2 separate regions of the Anser cygnoides genome follow, and region 2 is linked to region 1. Evidence: chromatin contacts called from public Hi-C data. All regions are on one chromosome and are shown on one strand. Each heading gives the region's core, a stretch centred on a gene start, on an enhancer-like site or on the middle of the called end of the contact. The rest is flanking DNA. Distances are from core to core; before and after follow the strand shown.

Region 1 (4,274 bases), core at 1,277-3,776:
CCTGCAACAGCCGGCTTCAGCCCTTATTAATGAACTCCCCCAGCCGCTTCCTCTTCTCAGACCGACACCGGCCCCCAGTCCGTGCCGTGGAGCCCGGGTCAAGCTTGGTGGTTCTCAAGCCCACGATGTTCGGGGGCGTTAGGAGCAGGGTGCGGCAGCCGAACCTCCCGGCAGCAGTGCGGGGCATGCACAGCACCATGTGCTCAGCAGGACCTCAGCCCCACGAAGCCAGCTGAGGATGTGCTGAGGAGCAGCAGGTCGATTTGTCCGGGCCGTATGTCCTGCAGGTGGTCTCCGTGATGAAAACGGGGATGTTCTTTGCAAGGGATAAATCCACGCTTTGATGCTAGCTGAATACTTGTTAATGGAAAGTAGGTGTTAAAACCCACCGCAGCATCGCTGCTTCTCAGGATGTAGGAGAAACCTCTGTTTTCACCTAGGCAACAGCAGGAATCGTTGCTTTGTGTGGGTTAATCTTATAATTCTGCAAGTTTCCTCCAATACACGGCTCCCCAGTCCCTCACTCTGTTCCCGTTCCAGCTGGCCCACCCAACTGCCAGAGCCGCACCGCACCGCACCAGCACAGCCGTGCAGCGAAGTCGTCCTGCAAGATATGCTCAGAAAGGGGATGGCAAAAGAAATCGTGCTGCGGCGGTCTGCAGCTCCAGAGCTCTCCTTGTCCCCGTCTGCGCACGTCTCCTGCCACTCAGGGAGCGGTGACAGGCTCACCGAGTCACCCGAGTGCCACCAGAGGCCCTGCTCTGTGGAAATGAGGCCCGCAGTACCGAGTGCCTGGAGCCCCTCACGCACGCAGCCCCGCTCGCTCAGACCTCGATGGAAGACCAGGGAAGGGCAGCAGGACGGAGCCGCAGGGCTTTGGTGCCTGGGGAGGCAGGGGCCAAACAACCCCGCAGCACAGGGCCCCTCTGCACCTCTGGCAGCAGCGCCTGCCCAGCGGGGAAGGTGGCGGTAGCACATTTCTGCCCTACACAATTCCACTGCTCACAGAGATAACCGATTAACCCGCAGCATGCGAACTGATTGGATGCAACCATACTCCGAGAAACTTGTTTAAAACTTCTATTCCCAACCCTTTTTTTTCTATTATTATTATTACAGGTAATTAAACAGGAAGCGTTCGCCCCATGTAAGAGTGTCAGGGGCTATCAAACTGATGGATTCAACCTGCGGGCCAGGCACAGCCTATGTAAACAACGCCAGACCCTGTCGGAACACGCGGAGTTACACCTCCTGCCCGAGCAGGGGATGAAGAAAGCAGAGACCACGTCACAGAGAAGCTGACCGGCAGCGCGGCCTGCCTGGGGACACACCGCCTTCGGTAGGAATCCCTCTCCCTGCTGCTCTGCACAGCGCGCCGCCATGACGGGACAGCAGAGCGGGGTTTGAACAACTCGAGAGCAGAGGCTTGGCCTCCTCAGGTTGGGTTTGTTGACGTGTTGTTTTTTTTTCTGCTTTTCTGTTTGCCCCAGCTTCAGGGGCTCCTGCTCGGTGCCCAGCACAGCAAACATCTCCCATGGGTTCCGCAACCCAGTTACAGACACACGAAGTGCTCTGGGGTTCATGAGCTCAGCGAGTAGTTGTCTCTGTCAGATGTCTTCCCCCAGCGAAGCTGCACAAGAAGCCTAGCGTGAACCGTTCCGGTGTAAGTATCCAAGTCATTTCTGTTAAACCTCCCTCCTCACACACGCCCGTACCACCAGTGACTTTCAAACCTTGTGTAAGAGAAGCCACCTCCAGCGGGGATCTGAGCTCCCACCGCAGCCCACGGCGAGGAGCTCCGGCAGCAGCCCCAGATCACGGCGACTGCCCAGCACCTCGGGCTGGCACGGGGCGTCTGCCACCTGGGCACAGAGCAGCTTCAAGGCAAGAAGCCAGGAGACCGCGGGGAACTGTCATACACGCTGCAGAAACAGAGCCCGAGGCACAAACTCACCCCCAGCTCCAGCCTGCGATGCACTCCCCAGCGAGAGGAGCAGAGGCTGCCTGTACAGCCACGCAGCCCTCAGCTCCGGCAGGACCCGGGTTTGGATCAAAATGCTCCTCGCTTTAGGACTAGAGCGGTCCAGGTGCTGGAGAAAAGGCACTGAGAGCCGACAGAAGCAACAGTGACCTGCGAGGGATGTTCCTTTCACACCGACGGGAGTTCACAAGTGGAATCGGGAATATTTCAGGAGAAGAACCACACATTAAAAACTCATTTTTTTAATGTATGCAGTAATTAAAAACATGACCGTACATGCTGGATTTGATCAAATCCTCCCCTCCCGGCAGGCCTACGCAAGGCACGGATGAGCTTAAACCTAGTGGACAGTGACCCTGCGAAGGAGGCAAGCTGAAAGCGGTTTCGTTGTACTGGCGGGGTGAGGGGAAGGGAAGGGACACAGGACCCGGGATTGTGTTTTGCTGGGAAGCATGACGACATCCAGAGAAGGAAGGGAACACTCTAAGCCTTCTGGCCTAAATTATCTGCTAACACAAATAATCAAATTCCAGGGACCACACTGCTCTGGCGCCACCGAAGCGAGGGGGAGGCGCGGCCCCAGCGCTGCGTTAGCAGGTGGCAGCCCGCGTCTGACCCGCGCGGGGTGCTCGAGTGTGATCTACAAAACGCTGATGCTCTCTGAGGAAGCCAGCAGCACTCTCAGTATCGTGGGAAGTTTTTAATGGCTTGCTCAAGGCAAGGCCTCTAAAATGTTTATATTAATGCTTGCATGTTGGATAGCCACTCGCTCGCTCTCAGCTGGAAAGCAGTCCAAGCAGCTGAGAAACATCTGGCCGCTAACCTTGGACAACATTTAATCTGGTAGCCCAGGGATTTAAGAGGTCTCTTTGGAGGGAAAGAAGTTTGGCAAATATCTTACTGCGATCTCTGTTCTGCTCAGTTGTTTCCCAAGCCCAGCCACTGCCCCAGCGTTACACACACAGGGGCTCTTTATCACGACCCTATTTACATTTGCACAGCGGCCGAGCCCCAGCGATTACAAAAAGCTGTAATTAAGCATTACCCCCAATTTCCAGGAATACTCCTGAAGGTGTGGGCCTGTGTGTGCGTCCTGCTGACATGTGCTCCTCCCTGCTCCGAGGGAAGAGAAAGCAGCTGGTTGTTGATTCACAGCCCCCCTGCTCGCCCCGACACCCTGCCCCAGCCCCAGCGCGCTCAGGACCCGCGCCGCCAGCCCCGCTGCCTCAGCCCCATCCCGCACGAAATCTGCCAGCACTCACACACCCCACAAATCAGCGCCTATCTGCCCCGCGGCCTGCAGCACAAGGCACACAACTCCCCTGTTCTCTGCAGTGTGTTACCAGGCAAATTCTGGACAAGGGGGTTTAAAGCAGACGTGTAAAAAGAGAAGGGAAAATGGACACATTTCTGAGAAAGACAGCTCAGAAGTCTGCTTCCCTTCGCTTTCCAGAACTCTTGGCTGTTCCTCCCCACCCCAAGAAATTTTGTCTTTGGCTATCCCAACGCTTTCTTTGATGAGTGGAGAGCTAATGAAATAAGACAACATAAAAACATTGAGCAACTGAGAGAGAAAGGGACTTTTAGACAGAATCTGACATTTATTCTCCCCTCTCATTACCCATCACCGTACCGCAAGGCTTTCTAGACAAGTCAGGGCAAAGCCGCCAACAACCTAGCTTGAGAGGTAGAAAATTAGGACAGGACCCACATTTCTGAAAACCCTTTGTAGGCTTTATTTAAAAGAAGATAAGGCTGAAAAAGGCGACAAGATGCTTGACAGATATAAAGTGATGAGAATCTACCTTATCTCCTTATCTTCCAGGTTGTCTTCTGCTCTTCGCTTTTTTGTCGCAACAAATGGGGGAGACATGGGCAAAATGCAAAGGCACGAACGCAGGGGACATAGCACCCAGAAAGGATGGCTAGGGAGAAGACACTCAATAAAGGCTAAAAAAGTCCCTTTCCTAGCAGAGGCTGAGCATGCTGGCTCTGCTCCAACAAAGCACTTAAGCATGTGCCTAACTTCTATTTGACTTCACTTGGGCCCTTCGCAGGCTTAAAAGTTAAGCACCTTCCCCTGCAATCTGCTGCAGCAGGACCAGAGAAAACGAGAAGCTGTTAAGGGACCTGACTCTTAGTCAACAGCAAAGTTAACGGGCTGTTGGACAGCATCCGAGCCAGAGATTAATGCAAGATGGCAATTTCCACTGACTTAGGAAAACTCTAAGCCATCAGAGAAAACTTCTTAAATTTAAATAGTAAATTAAAAAAAAAAAAAAAAAGATATTAA
Region 2 (4,268 bases), core at 1,755-4,254, 52 kb before region 1:
AAGATTGGCCCGAGTCTAGATTTCTGCTACTGTTCTAAGTGCACTTCCACGCAATTCTGACAAAATGTTTAAGGAGCAGTTTGAAGCTTCTGAGCAATTACTTTTGTCATGTTTTTGACTTTTGAAGACAAGTTATAAATAAAGTTCATTTAACTTATAAAAACCCTACCTTCATGTCAGCTTTTGCCATTTCTTCCTCCTGGTCCATAGACTTCATTTTAGCACCTCCCTAAAAGCAGCTCCTGCTGGCTGTGTAAAGCTGCACAGAGCACGCTAGGAACTGGGAAACGTTGCAGAGACTTCACCTTTATCTCAACGGGCCGTTTTGTACGGGTTCATTGTTAGTAGCAGCTTCTTCTGTAATCTTCCAAACAATGGACCAGATGGGTTATAAAAACCAGTAACCCATCTGAAAATGAGCTCATGCGATTCTAATCTGGCTGAGAGCAAGCGCTGCTGGAGCTGGGCAGAACACTGCAGGTGGGGTCTGGTAGGCTAACGTTCCTGTAAGCCAGAGCAACAAACCCCTGGATTGCCTTGGCGAGTCGGGAAAGGTCGGCTGTCCAGGAGGGCTTTGCTTTTTAGCGGAAATCTTTCCAACTCCTATGGCTTTAACTCCTCTGCCTGTCAGGTTTGTGATGTTCATGTCCTTGTGTTGTGACGAGGAGGTGAGAATTGGCTTGCAGCACCGCTGGGTGAGATCCATCTAGTTGCTCAGGCAGAGTGGTGGTGCCCTGTCTGTACAGAGCTGTTACCGACTACACAGCTCGGGTTTGATTTCCTTCACCTTACTGCTTGGAAATTATTTCACATGGTACAAACCAAAACGATTGGCTGGAAAATGCACAGTAATTCTACTTTGATTACATTTGTGTGCGAATGAGGAGCGATGTTTTGGCACCTCCTAGCTTGATAGCAGCGGAATTTATAGCGCTGCTTTTTCTGCTGTGATGAGCGTCATTCATACAACCACTCAGGGAAAGCGAGCTGTAGATCTCCACTTAACTGCTGAGGAGCTTTGTGTCTGTGCTGCTGACTTCATCAGCCTAACAAATACAAACTTGTTTACACGCAGGGATATCTCTTAGTGGTATTTGCTGATTGATTTTTTAAAAGCCATTCTGGTGAGAGGCATGTGTGTTGTTCCACCTTGATTCATCTCTTTGGTGTGCAGGAACTCAATTTTAAAGGCCTTATTGCAGAAGGGGCTGGTTTGGGCTCCTAAATCCCGTGAAGTATGACTGCAGGAGAGCCAAGTGCTCTGCCAGAGGAGCTGCTTTCACCTCGTCAGCAGCTGATCTTGTGGCCGCGCTGAGTCCCAAAGGCCCATTGTTGGCGGTAATGCAATCGGGCTGCCTTGGCCTGTGAAATGCCCAGCGTCTGGCACAGGGAGCCAGCAAAATTAGCACGTAGGGAGAGGGACAAGAGGGGAGGAGACGAGCATGCATTTAGGCTATTTTTTTTTTTTATGAATCTGTCTCTGGTCAAACGGTGGCCTTAAGCTGCTGATAAATTGATGCCGGTATTAATTGCCTAACACGATCAGCATCACTTCATCTGGAATACCCGCACTAAATCCCTCTGGGCTCCTTGCCCTGGGGAACAGCCTCTTGTAAAGGCCCCTGCCCGTGGTCAGGCGCTAACAGCGTGGCCTGGGTCCCGGTGCCCGTGTGACAAAGGCACAGCCAACCTGACAGAGGCACGCGGCCGCCGCTGAGACCGGCACGGGAGGGATTAGCCTCGCCCGGTCAGGACTGCTAAACTCAGGCGTGGCTTTGCCAGCTGCCCCCGGCCCGGCAAGGCTGGCGGCCTGCCGAAGCGCTGCGCCCCGGGGGCTTTTCTCCAGGGCCCCGGCGGGGGCGCGCCGCCAGCAGGGGGAGCCCCGGGCGCGCCGCCGGGACCCCGCTCCCGGGGCCGCTCCCCCCGGCCGGGGGGGCGCAAGGGGCGGCTGCCGCTCGTCCTCCGGGATCCGGATTTTCCCTCCGGTAAAAGTGTTTTTGTTTGTTTGTTTGTCTGGCTTTGGTGGTTTTTTTTCCTTTTTTTTTCCTTTTTTTTTTCCTTTTTTTTTTTCCTTTTTTTTTTTTTCCTTTTTTTTTTTTTTTTCCCCTTTTTTTTTTTTTTTTTTTCCCCCACGTGCAGCCCTGGGGAGGGCTCCCACCATCCATCCGCCACCCTGCGGGACGAAGGGGTTTCCCACAGAGAAAACCCCACGTCTTGGAGTGGCCCCAGCCCCATCGCCGCACCCACGGGGGGGCCCCGGCCCCCCCCATTGATCCTCCGGGGGCAAATCCCAGGGGGAAACACCCGCGGGAAGCCGAGGGCAGTCCTGCAGCAGAGGAGGGAGGGATGCGGCTCCAAGCAATGGGGCGGGGGGCTGCAGCTGTGTGTGCCCCCCCCCCCCCAGCTTCGCTTCCACTTCTGCATTTGGGGCGGGTTGCGGCCAAACAGCGCCCAGCAGGTGCCGGGCCCCGGGGGGGCAGAGCTGGGGCTGGGCAGTGGGGAGGGGAGGGGAAAAAGGGAAGGGATGGGAAGGGAAAAGGGGAAAGGAAGAAGGGAAGGGATGGGAAGGGAAAAGGGGAAAAAGGGAAGGGCAGAAGGGAAAGGATAGGAAGGGAAGAGAAGGGGAGAGCAGGGAAGGGACAGGACGGGACACAGAGGTCTGATGCCCGGCTTCCCCGGGGAGCATCCCCAGGGATCCTGGGCTGGACCCAACCACATCCCAGTGGGGGCACCCCCACGCCCCAACCACCCCAAAGCCAAAGGAACCAGAGGGCCCCCAGCCCACGCGGCGGGGCACAGCAGCCCGCACGGAGGACCCCAAAACCCCCTCCCCGCGGGCACCAGCGGCGTGTCCCAGGTCCCCGATCCCGGTCCCGGCGCCCGCGGCCCCTCCGCTCCCCCCGGCCCGGCCCCGGGGCTGGGGCCGGCACCTGCCGGGCTCCCTCCCCGCCCGCCCCATTGGCTCCGGGAGCCGGGGGCGGCCCCGCACCGCCCTCCCCGGCCCCGCACCGCCCCCCGGCCCCGATCCCATATTAACGGGCGCGGCGGCCCCGCGGCGGGCGGCGGCACCGGGGGCTGCAAGATGCCGCGCTCCTTCCTGGTGAAGAAGCACTTCTCGGCCAGCAAGAAGCCCAACTACAGCGAGCTGGAGAGCCAGACCGGTGCGTGCCGAGCCGAGCCGAGCCGTGCCGAGCCGCCCCCGAGGGCTTCGGGCTGCAGCACGGCGCGGGGGCGCCTCCTGTCCCCGGGGGGGAGCGGCCGGGAGGCTTTTTGCCCCCCTCTGGGGGGGGTTAATTTGCTAATTGCCACGGGTGGGATGGGCTCCGGGGTCTCCCGTGCTTCTTGCCCCAGGGGAGTCCCCCCGTGGGGTGGGTGGGGGAGCGGGGACCCGACCCCGGGGGCTCCCCCCGTGGGGTGGGTGCGGTGAGGTCCCCGCGATGTGGGGCGGGATGGGCAGGGACCCTTCTGCCACCTCCCTTGCCATGGGGTGCTGAGCTCCCGTGGGGTGGGTCTGTGTTCCCCAGGGTGGGCTGCTGTGCCCCGCCGCGTGGGTTGGGGGCCCTCTGGTTCCTTTGGCTTTGGGGTGGTTGGGGCGTGGGGGTGCCCGTGGGATGTGGTTGGGTCCCGTTGCCCCAGGGGGGTTTGCACAGCCCCGTAGCGGGGCTCAGGCACCACGTTCTGCTGGGTGCGGAGCCCCCCGTGGGGTGGGTTGGGGTCCCCTCGCCCCGCTCAGGGGCTGGGCACCCCGCTGAGCGCTGCCTGTCCCCACAGTGCTGGCCGCCCCGCTGCTGTACGAGACGTGCCCGCTGTCCGTCATCCCCCCGCCCGAGGTGCTCGGCCCCGGTGCCTACTACCCACCGCTGGTGTGGGACGCGGGGCTGCTCTCCAGCCTCTTCCCGGCCGGCCCGGGCACCGAGGCGGAGGCAGCGGGCGGCGCGGCGCCTGCCCTGGACCTGACGGCGCTCTCCAGCGAGGAGGACGAGGGCAAGAGCTCGGGGCCGCCCAGCCCAGCCTCGGCCCCCGCTGCCGCCGAGCGGTTCCGCTGCGCCCAGTGTGCCAAGGCCTACTCCACCTTCGCCGGGCTCTCCAAGCACAAACAATTGCACTGCGACGCCCAGACCAGGAAATCCTTCAGCTGCAAGTACTGCGAGAAGGAGTACGTGAGCCTGGGGGCTCTCAAGATGCACATCCGGAGCCACACGCTGCCCTGCGTCTGCAAGATGTGCGGCAAGGCCTTCTCCCGGCCCTGGCTGCTGCAGGGCCACATC

The links. Hi-C and Micro-C count contacts between places; a contact is called where the count stands out from the background.
Region 2: a Hi-C map of fetal liver shows a contact between it and region 1, with 1.9 times the contacts expected there. The contact joins the promoter of SNAI1 here to the enhancer-like site in region 1. A contact is called at or near these places in 4 of 7 Hi-C or Micro-C datasets (fetal liver, granulosa cells and liver).

Annotation. Positions count from the first base shown.
Region 1 is chr16:8,765,378-8,769,651 of Taihu_goose_T2T_genome, reverse strand. No RefSeq gene overlaps it. Among named protein-coding and RNA genes, the nearest start is that of UBE2V1, 21 kb to the right of the region's middle. Within about 2 kb of position 2,526, at least 1 of the 3 cell types and tissues checked has open chromatin away from gene starts, as enhancers often do. A contact at or near this core is called in fetal liver, where this site is marked.
Region 2 is chr16:8,817,996-8,822,263 of Taihu_goose_T2T_genome, reverse strand. SNAI1 (snail family transcriptional repressor 1) reads left to right here and starts at 3,004. Exons shown (of 3, transcript XM_048072602.2): 1 at 3,004-3,161; 2 at 3,772-4,268. The coding sequence starts at 3,083. It overlaps RNF114 (ring finger protein 114), which reads left to right. Exons shown (of 6, transcript XM_048072603.2): 6 at 1-168.